Regions from separate parts of the Capsicum annuum genome. Here region 2 is linked to region 1. Evidence: chromatin contacts called from public Hi-C data. All regions are on one chromosome and are shown on one strand. Each heading gives the region's core, a stretch centred on a gene start, on an enhancer-like site or on the middle of the called end of the contact. The rest is flanking DNA. Distances are from core to core; before and after follow the strand shown.

What was found. Hi-C and Micro-C count contacts between places; a contact is called where the count stands out from the background.
Region 2: a Hi-C map of placenta shows a contact between it and region 1, with 4 times the contacts expected there. The contact joins the enhancer-like site here to the promoter of LOC107874983 in region 1. A contact is called at or near these places in 2 of 5 Hi-C or Micro-C datasets (leaf and placenta).

Annotation. Positions count from the first base shown.
Region 1 is chr6:139,655,847-139,663,156 of UCD10Xv1.1, reverse strand. It overlaps LOC107874983 (RING-H2 finger protein ATL16), which reads left to right and starts at 5,612. Exons shown (of 1, transcript XM_016721664.2): 1 at 5,612-7,310. The coding sequence starts at 6,179. The coding sequence ends at 7,180.
Region 2 is chr6:140,032,920-140,040,229 of UCD10Xv1.1, reverse strand. LOC107873196 (serine/threonine-protein phosphatase PP1 isozyme 2) reads right to left here. Exons shown (of 4, transcript XM_016719944.2): 2 at 7,245-7,310; 3 at 6,936-7,154; 4 at 5,559-5,924. The coding sequence ends at 5,901. Among protein-coding and RNA genes, the nearest start is that of LOC107873196, 12 kb to the right of the region's middle. Within about 2 kb of position 2,194, at least 3 of the 5 cell types and tissues checked have an H3K27ac peak or open chromatin away from gene starts, as enhancers often do.

The DNA.
Region 1 (7,310 bases), core at 4,363-6,862:
AAACTTTGCATTCCATTGTTTAGGTTCTTATTTTAGTCCATAAAGTGACTTAACAAGTTTACACACCTTATTTTCCTTTCCTGAAACCACAAAACCCTCAGGCTATTCTATGTAGATTTCTTCCTCCAATTCTCCATTTAGGAATGTTGTTTCTACATTCATTTGATGGATTTCAAGACCATATACTGCTGCCAAGACAATTAACATCCGAATTGACGCTATCCTCGTTACTGGTGAGTATGTATCAAAGTAATCAAGGCCTTCCTTTTGTTTGAAGCCTTTTACAACAAGTCTTGCCTTGTACTTATTAATAGTACCATCAGCTTTCATTTTCTTTTTGAAGATCCATTTAGAACCTAAAGGTTTATTTTTTGGAGGAAGATCAACCAACTCCCATGTATGGTTTCTTAAATTGAATCAATCTCACTATCGACTGCCTCTTTTCAAAATGATGAGTTCAAAGACGCCATCGCTTACTTGAGGCTCATTTTCTAAGAGAAACATTACAAAATCCGATCCAAACGAAGTTGACATTCTTTGACATGTACTGTATCTTGGATTCTCATCAGTATGTACATTCTCACTTGGTTCATCTCGAGGTCATTTAGACCCTCCACTAGACTGTTCAAGTCTAGTTTTATATAGGTAAATATTTTTAAAGAATTCAACATTATCTGATTTAATTATCGTATTTTCATTATTATTCGGATGTTCGAATTTATGAACCAAAAACCGACATGCTTTACTACTTTTAGCATATCGTATGAACACGCAGTCCACCATCTTAGGTCTTATCTTAACCCTTTTAGGCATAGGAACTTGGACCTTTGCTAGATACCCCCATACTTTGAAATATTTCAAGTTGGGTTTCCTTCCTTTTCATTTTTCATAAGGAATTGATTGTGTCTTACTATGAAAAACTCTATTGAGTATTTGGTTGGCTGTAAGGATAGCCTCCCCCACAAGCTTTGCGGTAAACCTGAACTTATAAGTAAGACATTTATCATTTTCTTTAAAATTTGGTTTTTCCTTTCCACAATTCCATTAGATTGAGGTGAATATGGGGCCATAGTTTGATGGATAATTCCATTCTCTACATACATTCCGGTGAAGGGAGATTCATATTCTCCACCCTTACCACTTCTTATCGTTTTTATCTTTTTCTCTAACTAATTTTCAACTTCAGTTTTGTATTGCCTAAATGCATATATTGCTTTATCCTTACTATTTAGCAAATAAACATAACAATATCTTATGCAATCGTCGATAAAAGTTATGAAACACTTTTTCCCACCACGTGATGGTGTTGACTTCATATCACAAATGTCTGTGTGTATTAAGTCTAAGGGATTGAAATTCCTTTCAACAGACTTATAAGGATGCTTTGCATACTTTGATTCCACACACGTTTGACACTTTAATTTATTGCACTCAAAGTTTGGCAAAACGTCTAAGTTAATCAGTTTTCGTAATGTTTTATAATTAACATGGCCTAAAAGTTCATACCACAAATCATAAAACTTAAGCAAGTAAGAAGAAATTGAACCTTTTATTAATTTCAACATTCATTACATTCATTACATTCATTTTGAATAGGCCCTCATTGAGGTAGCCTTTTCCTACATACACTTCTCCTTTACTAAGTATAATTTTTCTGAAAAAAATACACATTTGAATCCATTTTTGTCTAGAAGTGAAACTGAAATCAAGTTCTTTCATAACTCCGGAACATACAAGACATTGTTAAGTGTCAACACTTTGTCGGAAGTCATCTTCAAGCACACTTTTTCTGTTCCTTCTAATTTTACAGTAGCAGAGTTTTCCACATAGATCTTTTCTTCTACTTGATCCAGAGCGAACATCAAAAACAACTCCTTGTTGGCACAAAAATGGCGGGTGGCACCAGAATCCATCCATAATTTGTGAGGATTTCCCACCATGTTGCATTCGAAAAGCATAGCACACAGATCATCCATTTCTTTCTTAGACTCAGCCAAATTTGCTTGGTCCTTCTTCTTCTCTTTCTTTGGGGCACGATAATTTATAGACTTGTGGTGAATCTTTCCACAGTTGAAGCACTTCCCCTTGAATTTATTCTTAGGTTAATTGCTTTCATTTCCATCTTTCTTTCACTTTTTGGAGTTGTTTTGGTCATCTTTTACAATGTTTTTTCCATTCATTGCAAAATTGCCTCTTGACCTTCTTTCTATAGCCTTACTATCTTCTTCAATGCGTAGTAGTACAATCAGATCTTTGACTGACATCTCCTTGCGTTTGTGTTTCAAATTGTTCTTGAAGTCTTTCCACATTAGTGGTGGCTTCTCTATTATTGCTGCTACTTGAAATGCTTCATTCATAATCTAGCCTTCTGCTAAGAGATCATGGATGATCCCTTGAAGTTCCTCTACTTGGAAAACAATAGACTTGTTGTCTACCATTCTATCCTTTAGGAATCTTGCAACAAAGAACTTTTTAGTTCCTGCATCCTCCATCTTGTACTTCCGTTCTAGCACTCCCCATAACTCTTTCGATGTCTTTGTTCCACTGTACACATTGTAAAGGTTATCTTGCAGACCACTCAAGATGTAATTCCTGCAAAGGAAATCTGAGTATTTCCAAGCCTCCACAATCACGAAGCAATCTTTTTCTGAGGTTCCCTTGGGCACCTCCGGAGTTTCCTCAACCATGAACCTTTGAAGACAGAGAGTGGTGAGGTAGAAGAACATTTTCTATTGCCATCTCTTAAAGTCAATACCCATGAACTTTCTGGGTTTCTCCGTTGGTGCCATCGCCGGCGGAGCATTCATGCAATTTATTATGGCAATACTAGTTGCCCCCACAGTCGTTGCAGTGTCTTGCATTTGACTATCGTTAGTCATTTTTCTGTCACAACAAGACAGTACCTTTAGTATATCAAAATACTTATTACAAAGTTGCAGTAACTTTAAACACTTCTTGTTTCTAGTTTAACGATAAAGTTTTTATAACTTCCAATCATCAACCGAGTGATCTTTAACTTGTGATGAAGATTTTATGTCTTCAAATCACTAGTTACGTTCAAACGGAGTAGAAATATTAAAGTTTTAATCTCCAAAAATAAGATATACAGATTCTGAAAGGGGAATTATTCCTTAAGATTGTTATTTACAACATTTCGGGTACAAGAATCTGTATATACATGCAACAATAACTTCAACACAAGTTTAATCCTAAGACTAGAACACTTATGAAGTTCCTTAACACTTTCAACACAAGATTATAAATAATCTATCCAAGAAGTACGTTAACTCAGAAATGAGATGAAATAGAATTTTAAGGCCAAGTCCCCCGACTTCATGGAGTGTCCTTAAGGAATAATTCCGCTCATTGTACCCAAGGTTATGGAATCTTCCTCCCAGGATAAAATGGCCTTCAATCCGAACAATAGCGGTACCTCAAATTGTTAGATTCTTCTAACTCACTCAACAGCTTAATGATCACATAGAGTTTTTGTATAGAAGAAGAGTGTTTTTGCTATCAAAAATCATACTGATACCTGAGGATTATATCATGTATTTATAGGCTTTGATGTATCCTTTTAAAAAGGATGTATTAGTTCAGCAGAAAGGCACCTTTTCAGCAGCAATCACGTTCCTGCGCCCAGTCTATGCTGGACATGCACCTGTTCTGCGGTCGCAGGTGACGTTTGGCATATTCCAGTAACTTCGCGCCCATAGGTCGCGTACCTACACTATGTATCAGATTTTTTAACAAGTTTCAAACAAATTTTGTCTAAAAAATTAGATCTCATCGATTGATTATTTTTCAAATCCAAGGCCGAGCGATAAAGACAACGGCACGAGGCACCACCTTGTTCTTGCCTCACTATCCATGTGGAGTTAATGTTTCTCATTATAAACACTTACAAGTTCTTCTCTCCCACCAATGTGGAAGAATTAATAGTGACCTTCCCTTTAAAAAGAGGACTTACCAATTTGAGAGTACACTTTCTCAATTGATATATCTCTTCTCTCCACCATTTTTCCTCCATTTTTCATTCACATATACACCTTGCACCCAACATACATAATTGAAACAACCTCATGAACCAAATTACAAAAATCAAATTGAGCCAAATTAATTGTAGTTCGGCATTTGGAATGCACTAATCAAAATCGATGAACATTTTAAAAGAATCCAATGTCCATCCCTCCGTTCTATACCTTATCAAGATATTATATCATAGTGCCTAAACCAATGGTACACTATGATCTTGGGATAACTAATTTGAAGTGAATTATTTCGTGCATTTTATATCAATCAAACATGAAATAAGTTCATTCTAAAATTAATCTTAAAATTAATTATTCCTTATCCCTCTTATCAAATAACTTCAAATTATTCTTCGCTACCATGGTCCAACCATTTCTAAGCCCCCGTGTGGATCTCATAAACCTCAAGCTTATTTTAATTATTTTTCGTAAATTAAAATTTAGCCCGAATTAATTAGGAAAGTTCACGGGGCTTACACAAATGACCTGCTTCTGTCTTATTCTTCAAAGAAAAAGAAGGCCAACTAAATAATTAATATAGAGAATGATCATACTTTTGGCTTTATATTGTTCAAATCATGATTACTATGGCCATACGTATAGTGTTATAGTCTATGAAGAAGAAACAAGTGTATATATATATATATATAAACGTATATTTCTATGCCAGAGCTCAAACTTTGACGGTGTGACAAACATTTTCTTTTAGTCAACAATATATAAACGTATATTTCTATGCCAGAGCTCAAACTTTGACGGTGTGACAAACATTTTCTTTTAGTCAACACTGCACATTCAAATTTGAAGTCTAATGGTAAAAGTGTGTCGCACATATTCCAGGATTCAGTTTTTCTTATTACAGATTTGACTTAACATGTTTGATTTCTGCTTTTTCTTGACAAAGGAATTCTGTATTGGGTCCCAACTGAATTTTTGTCAATCCTGAAACGTGTGCTACTTTTTTGACTACTTCAAGATTTCAAATTTGGCGGTGGGTGGCCAAGAACCCATTATGTGTGATGGATCATGTAAATTATATGTTCAGATATACCATGTTTGGGCATGGGTAGTAGGTTACTTTTTCATTTGTGGGTTGCATGTGCAATAGGAAATTTTTTTGATTTCTTCTTGATGATTAGGGACGGATTAACGTAAGTGTTTTCTTTCCAAGAGTAATCACTTTTGAAAGGCTGAATCCTTATAATGGGGTAAAAATTACAGTTGAGAACTTGAAAAGATAACTTCCCAAAAATCTGAATAGGGTCAACTCTATTGAAAGAGTTTATAATAAAGACGGTGTAAAGTGTTTTTATATTATTACGTTGTGTTATGTAATCATATTTGTCATGTCAGTGTTCAAGGCAATGAATGCTACTACTAAATATTCTAGTATAAAGGGGTAATTAGGACAAAATAATTTAAATATACACCAAATAAAAGCATCATTTTCAGAGGACTCTCGAGGTATTAACCTTATGATAATCCAAATAATAAATTACAAGTTTCTCAGTTTATGTAAGTAGAATCTAAAGAGTTAGACCTAAGAAAATGGGTAGATGGAAATTGGTATTTTATAGGTACATTTTGACGACGGTTTAAGTGTGTATCAAATGAAAATTAGTGCCAAGTGCCAACTTGTGGTATTTGTCCTTAATGATGTACAGTTTTTATAGTAATATAGATCAACTAACAAATCAATTAATTAGTAACTCATGTCCTTATTATATATGAGCTAGTAATCTGAAAAAAAGAAATAGTCCCTAACTTGTTGAGATCTAAATTACAATATCTGTTAGATTACAAATGAGACCACTTTTTTTTCTCTTATTGGATGGTGAGACAGAGTTCACCAACTATATGTCCTCTGCGTTCAGACTTCCCTCAACTCTTTACATATGTTCGTTGATTCATCTCATTTGATGTCTCCTTTGACAGTACTGCTTCTGTCATCAAAATTTGACCTTTTCTACTAACCTGATCCTTCAACACTTTTTTTTAACTTTTTACTTAGATTTGATATCTCTATTGGAGTTCGACTAAATCAAGATTTGTCTTACATTGAGGGCAAAGCGTTCTGCATACGCCACTGATCCTTCAACTCTTTTTCTCACCTACCAGTTCTTTATCATGACTTTTTTTCAGCTCCCATGACATGCTTATGTGCATATTCAAGATCCAAGCCTAACCATTTGTTCACCTTCTTTTTATCTTACACAATTTATCAAATGGAATCCATTTCTCCTATGAGAAGTCCTCCAAGTTCTTCTTCCCATGCTGGCTTCCCAATTATAGTTATCGCCATCATCGGTATATTGGCTACTGGTTTATTGCTAGTTAGTTATTACATTTTTGTAATCAAATGTTGTTTGAATTGGCACAGAATTGATCTTTTGAGGCGGTTTTCTTTCTCTAGAAGGCAGGGTGTTGAAGATCCCTTAACGGCTTACTCCCCTGCAGAGGAAAATCGGGGACTAGATGAATCGGTTATTCGATCAATCCCCATTTTCCAGTACAAGAAAAGGGAAGGAAAAGATGCAGTCTTTGGTGAGAAAACAAGAAGTTCATGTGAATGTGCTGTTTGTTTGAATGATTTTCAAGATAATGAGAAGCTAAGAATAATTCCAAGTTGTGCTCATATTTTCCACATTGATTGTATTGATGTTTGGCTTCAAAAAAATGCAAATTGTCCACTTTGTAGAACCAACATCTCATCAAATAAACTCTCAATTAGCTCCACCTCTCGAGATTTTCCAAATGACAATTTCACAGGCAGAGATGAAGATTATGTTGTCATAGAAATAGCAGAAAATAGTCCAACATTATCAGGGCATTTCTCCATTAGCCCTTCTTCAAGAAAAAATAGTTTAAATATTTCAAGAAATTTGATTTCAAGCATGGGAGATGAGTGCATTGACAAAAGGAAAAAAGATGAACATTTTGCAGTACAGTCCATTAGGAGATCATTCTCTATGGATTCAGCTGCTGATAGACAGCTTTATTTGACTGTTCAAGAGATTGTACAGCAGCAGAGAGTTCCTGATCATAGTCTTGGTGAATGTAGCAGTGCCAGAGTCATTAAAAGATCATTTTTCTCCTTTGGGCATGCAAGGAGTTCAAGAAATGCAGTTCAACCAGTTCATTGGGCATAGAAAAGGGCAACTCGATACACTAAATTCCACTGTACGCGAGTGCAGGGAAGGGTTAAACCACATTTTGTCTTTTTACGTGATCCTACCTTATACTTTAGAGGCTATTTTCATTGCTTGAATCAGTGCTCTC
Region 2 (7,310 bases), core at 945-3,444, 380 kb before region 1:
TTAGCTTAAGGACTTTCAAGCAACAAATTATGTCTCATAGGTAAGAGTTGACTCTACCACGTTATGTTTTCATTTATAAGATGTTCTACAACTATTGCCTTAGAGGCAAAACTTAGCTCAAGGACTTTCAAACTACAAATTATGCCCCACGGGCAAGAGTTGACTCTACCACATTATATTTTTATTTATGAGATGTTCTACGACTATTACATTATGTTTTCATTTATGAGATGTTCTACAACTATTGCCTTAGAGGCAAGACTTGACTCAAGGATTTTCAAACTACAAATTATGTCCCACGGCAAGAGTTAACTCTACCATGTTATATTTTCATTTATGAGATGTTCTATAACTATTGCCTTAGAGGCAAGACTTGGATCAAAGATTTTAAAACTACAAATTATGCCCTATGGGCAAGAGTTAACTCTACCACGTAATATTTTCACTTATGAGATGTTCTACAACTATTGTCTTAAAGGCAAGACTTGACTCAATGACTTTCAAACTACAAATTATGTCCCACAGACAAGAGTTGACTTTACCATGTTATGTTTTTATTTATGAGATGTTCTACAACTATTGCCTTAGAGACAATACTTAATTAGCTCAAGGACTTTCAAACTACAAATTATACCCCACGGGCAAAAGTTGACTCTACCACGTTATATTTTCATTTATGAGATGTTCTACAACTATTGTCTTAGAGGTAAGACTTAGCTTAAGGACTTTCAAACTACAAATTATGTCCCACGGGCAAGAGTTGACACTACCACGTTATGTCTTTGTTTATGAGATGTTTTACAACTCTTGCCTTAGAGACAAGACTTAGTTCAAGGACTTCCAAATAATAAATTATGCCCCACGGGTAAGAGTTGACGCTACCACGTTATGTCTTCATTTATGGGATGTTTTACAACTCTTGCCTTAGAGGCAAGACTTTGCTCAAGGACTTTCAAATAATAAATTATGCCCACGGGCAAGAGTTGACACTACGATATTATGTCTTTATTTATGAGTTATTCTACAACTCTCGCCTTCGAGACACAACTTATCTCAAGAATTTCGTAATAACAATTCACGCCCTTAAATTTGCTTTGATGTCAAAAAAAGAAAATTCCTTTGTGGATTATCCAATTTTTTTATTAGCAAAATATAATAGAAGTTGAGAAAATAGAAAAAAGCGATCAAACAATATAAAGAAATAAAAAAAAGATTGTGAAAAAAAAGGAAAGAAAAAAACATAAAGATCAAGAAAAAAATGAAGAATTAAAAAAATTGAGAAAAATAAAAATGAGTGAAAAAATAAAAATAAAGCTTGAAAAAAATGAGGAAAAAAAAGAGAACTGAAAAAAGAAAAAACGATCAAACAAAATAGAGAAATAAAAAAAAAGAGTGAGAAAAAAAGGCAAGAAAAAAAATAAAGATTAAGAAAAAAATGAAGAATTAAAAAATTTGAGAAAATAAAAAATAAGCGGAAAAAATAAAAATAAAGTTTGAGAAAAATGAGAAAAAAAAGAGAACTGATAAAAATTAAAAATAAAAGAAAAATAAAGGTTAAAGACAAATGAATTAAAAAAAAAAAGAAAATAAATAATGCTTGAGAAAAAAGAAAAAAAAAATAAAGTTTGAGACAAATGAATTAAAAATAAAAATAAAATTAAAGAAAAAAAATAAAAAGTGAAAAAAATAAAATTAAAGAAAAAAAAAAAAAATAGAATAATAACTTAAAGGAAAAAATAAAAAGTAAAAATAATAAAAAATAAAATTTGAGAGACAAATAAGTATGGAAAGTTTTAAAAATATATTTGAGGTGTAGAGGAATAAAATGGTACGTGTACTATACTTAAAAAGTAAGGAAAATTATTGTTTAAAAATATTTATTATTGAAATCAAATATCTAAAGTCACCCATATTTGAGTCTATCACATGCAATTTTCTGAAAAGAAATAAATAAAAGGGGGCCCATTTGAAGAGGTTTTAAAAGCGCCATGCACCAGAAATTTTGTTTTCATTGGATATATATATTTGGAAAAAGTTGTTTTGAGTGCCTTCTGGTGTAAACAAATGGTTTAGGAAAATGTTTGGTCATTTTCATATTTGAGAAAAATGAGAGAGAGAGAGAGGATTTAGGTAGAAGGACAAAGTGAGGTACAAAAGCAAGGACAACGACACAGGAAAAGCAGATATTGACACAAACTTTGGCTGATGTATACCAACTTGAACATTTACATGTGCAACAGCATTAATTGCTGGACCAGTACAGTCTTCTTGTTATATTCCATACATTTTATACACCGATATTTGGTTAGGGGATAATCTTTGAATTGATTGGTAAAGTTGTTGAAGTGTGGCTTGGAGGTCACCTATTTAAGTCGTAAAATTAACCTCTTGCAGAAATACAAAATAAGAATGTGTATAACAAATTTTTATAGTTCGATCCTTTTCAAAACTCTATACATAGCGGAACAATTTTTAGTGTGCCAGACTACTGTTTTTGTTACAGTGAAATTTGAATGAGCAAAGAACGGAATTTTAGCTTGTTCGTAGTTTGTAATCATTTTGGCGTATACTTCGTAAGCGTTTGGATATTAACTGAGTAATATTTAGAAATTGAAATTATATTTAAGCATGTATTTTACTTGAAAAGAAGTTAACATTGTGTGCGGAAAAAAGTCACTTGCAAAATTAGCACATGGAAAACTCATCTTCAAAAACAAACCACGTTCTAATATATCGCCAAATGTATAATATGCACATGATTATACACAAATTATACAATGATTATTTTATATACTGCACGTTAAACAAAATTTGTAAAGAAAAATATCAGGGTTATTCTGTTAGGCTTCGTTGAACCATTAAATAGTATAAAGTGCCCTTTTTATATGCACTTGGGGTTTTGAACATGAAGTCACTTTTCTATAGCTAGAAAGTTAAATTACTCAAGATAAAATGAAAATTGTAAAGCCAAAAAATTTTCAAATATACAAGGTATCATCCTTTCTAAGTAGACTAAAAAAAAAGAGCAAAGAATGCATATATATAAAATAAAAAAGCACAGCAGGAGTACACATCTTTTACCTCTAACCTTCAAACAATAACAGGATATTTGCATAAGGGCTTCCTTGTTACAGCATGATTAGCCAATAGCCATAATTAAGATTGCCAAAAAGGGAAAGTAAGATGATTAAAGACCGTTGGACACTTTGGAAACTGAACTTATGTTATTTGACTTGCACAAAGAAATGTTATTGGTTATCGACATGGAGTTATTGGATTAACAGTTTTCAAACGATTTTGTAATTTTTCTTTTGTTGGCTATCATTTCAATTCTTGGTTCTAAGGTTTAAAGTTAAGGGTTAATCGACAATTTAATACGACTATACAAAAATTAACCTTTTATCCCCAATGAACTAAGCCAAAAACCCAACCATTAAAGACCAAAAATCGATAACAGATATTTTATTCGTTTAGGGGGTTTACAAACCGGAAATCGATAAAATGAACTGACAACATACAAAATCGAACCGACATATGAACACCCCTACATGTAGCAAAAAAAGACCTATATCCTAAGAAAGAAAAACAATCCTACGAAGTTATTCAAGATGGATGATTTTTCATATACCTGCAGGTTCAATGTTAGCTTAACAATGTTGTGGTTAGTTTAACCAAATCCAACCGTAAATCGAATCAAACCGATTAAAAAAAATAGACGTTTGATTTGGTTTAGTTAGGTTTGATTTTAAATTTTAAAAAATCGCTATTTGATTTGGTTATGGTTTTACTTAAAAAAAACCGTGAAAATAATCAAATCGATCCGATAAATTTTATATATATATGTATATATATTATAATTATTTACATATAATTTATAAATAAAATATAAATATTTTATTAAATTTAATCTTAAACTAAATTTTAATTTATGTCTAGCCCAATCAATACTTTAACCCAATTGCCCAAAGCCCCAAACCCAAGTCCAACTCTACCTACTATTACTAATAAGTTAACCTTGCGGTCTCTACCTCATTTTTTCGACTTCAGCTTTCACAATACGTAGTACATCAACTGCAGCTTCTTTTGTTCTTCATTGAAAGGAAGCACCGCATTAACTTCTGTTGTTCTTCATAGAACACAAACGATAAAAAAATTTCTTTTCAGTTTTTCATCTCACAAGGAAAAGCAATAATAAAGATTAAAGCTTGGGGAGTGAAAACTTTAAATACAAGATTATTAAAGCTTGGGAAGGTAATTTTTAGCTTTTTATTCTAGCTACCTTAGCTAATTTTAATTTTATACAAAAATTTAGAAGAGTGCATGACATGCAATTAGTTTTTTTAAATGATTTTTCTTCTGTTTCCTGTCATTTATACCTTTAATTATGAGCAACTGTATAAATCATTATCGTTCTTTTGTTAGTTGTTTGAGAGCAGTGGATTATGCACAAGTGAACTAAATTTGGGAGAGGGGCTCTTATAGTCCTAGGCTAAGAGTTACTAAGTGAAGGAATTTTCCCTCTCGTTTGTTTTGCGTTGATGGTCCATGCAACTGCAAGTGTTTCACTTTCTTCCTGCTGATTATACTTGTGCCATGTTTTCTAGAGTCTCGGCTAGCTCAGATATTATAATATTTTCTTGTTTAGTTTCTTAACCCCCTATATTTTGTTTACATTCACTTTCGTAGTGTATTCTTCTCTTCATTTTTTGTGGAATGTTTTTAGTGATTAAATCTAATTCTATTCTATAGTAAAATCCCCAAGTTTCATGGAATGAAACTTTAGCCAAGCAATGGTGCAAAGGGGGTTTATTAAATGTTACTGAATTTTTATCGATGTATGGTTTGTGAATAACCCAAGAGAGATGACATGAATGATGACTGAAACTGTAATCCATACGCTGCTTCATCTTCGGTCACATAAACAAAGAATCTTTCAACGAGTTACCATGGTCCCTGGTTCAAATGACAGTTTTATGTCTCCTTGTTTATTCAATCTTTTCCCTATACGATTAGCTCACCTCGCTAGTCTATAAAGTAAACAGATAATTCAAATTTGTCCAACTCAGTCTCTTCGTGCAATACATTGCAACAGAATACAAAGCTCTATTTTACAATGTACATGTATGTGTTTGTATGTTGTTAGATAATCTTAGTGCCTACAATACAAAGCTAATGCTTTTCATCTCAATGTTTGTTGGTTTTGTTTAATGTGTTTGTTATGATTTTTAAGAGTTTATAGTGTCATTTGTCCATCACTGTACAAATATTTCATGAGAAATTGTTCAATTTGATACTCTTTTCTATGAAGTAAAAAAAGGAGTTTATTCTAGAGATGGTTGAAGTAGGCTAGTCAATAATCGAAAAAATCGAAAAACCAAATCAAACCAACAAGAACCAAACCGACGGTTATTTTCTTTTTAAGGTTTGATTTGATTTTAGAAATTCAAAAACCAACTAAATTGATTTTGGTTATGGTTTTAACCACTAATCGATCCAAACCAAACAACTGTTCGAGAAAAAAAAGTTAAATCCAAGGAGCAGCTTAACTATACAGAAGATTGAACAACTAAAAGAGACACATCAGCAGCAAAGGAAAACAGATATTCAGGACTTTTTAACACAAAAGGGCAACATTTGTCCCCTGTATCTGACTACACCAAAAAAGTTGTGAATAAAAGACCAAAAGAGTTGGAAAATCTATTTGCAGGTGAATCGTAGAGCTTTGCATCACTGGATGGGTTTTATATTATACATGACAAATCAAAATTATTAGAGATTTCCTGATTCGAATCTCAGGAAGGTATCTTCTTCTCTTCTGGAGTGCTCCCAAACCCGAGCCTCCGTCTGCATATACTTGAGGGTAAGGGAGGTAGTTGATATCGATACTGGGTTGGTTCATCTCATCCAATTTTACCAAGAAATGACTGTAATGGAATTTAGATATCAGTGTTAAAGTGGAACGAAGAGGGACAACACATCAGATACATTAAGCGACCATCATGAGTGTGAACAAAAATCCATTAGTACTGTTAAAAAAAAAGAAGCAAAACATAACCAAGATTCACAACGATTTATCTAGAAGAGAACAATAACAATCAGACTGACTCAACTACTAGTAACTGCACTACTACTAGAAGAAACATCTATATAATTGATTACCCATTAAGAGTAGGTAACCAGTTCCGATCCTTGACAGAGTTACACATCTAAGATCATGAGACATGCAATGAGAACAAGAAAAAGTGAATACACTGATTATAGTCCAAAAATAACCTATACCATGAGCTTTGATGCTACAGTATTGACTAAATGTGAATAAGAATGCAAGTCATACCCAACAATAAGGAAGCAGGGAAACAGAAGATAGAGGAAGTTTCTGGCAGAAAGAACTTCAAGGGATTCTAATTAGGTTTATGTGTCAATGAATTAAGACAGTTCCTGCATCCAACTGCAGGCATTCTCTTGAATACTGATCATAATTTGATTTTTTATGAACAATAACACTACACCTTTTACATTTTGATGGTTCTTGTATCAGATAATCGAAATGGGCAGAAGCAGGCTATAAGTTCCCCTTCAAAATTTCACCAAATGAAGAAACTAAAAAGTTATTGGAATTAGTTCAAATGGATATTGATAGTTTTGCCTAATGAGATTTAATCAGTATTTATATTTATTTTTCTTCCTAATGATAGACAACGGAAGGATAGTTTTGTCTTATGAGATTCTGACCACTATTTTTATTTCTCCTGAAGGAAGCACTACAGAAGGAACTGAGAGAAAAGGGGCTCAAGCTTAGGTTATCTAGTACCAAAATGCTCTCTCTTTTACCTCCGCACTTGGAATAGATGGCAGGTTGTTTAAGTAATTGTTAAATAAAACATGCATACCACTTGGATCGAGAAGTAAAATTGGCCTCTGGCATATATGTTTACCTTCGGTTTTGCTGGAGTCGCAGTTTTAGCCGTAGTAGTACTCCCAAATCCAAACTTTGGCTTCTTCTCTGCAGGCTTTAATATCTGAAAAGAACACATAAGAGTCTCATCCACACTCATCATAGCACCAGCATTGTCAAACTCTCCACAGTAATTAGGGGCCGAAAAGATTGTCACAAGTTGTCTATCAGCAAAAAATTCATATCCATCTTCCACGACCTGCAGATACACACATAGCCAGTAAAATTAAATAAAAGAAATTCCCCCTCCCCCCCAAAAAAATAATTACAAGTAATATCCAGTTCAAACCTGATGGGCACGACAAATAAGATCAAGATCTTGTTTCTGAAGAAACTCTGTGACCTTATCAGGGCC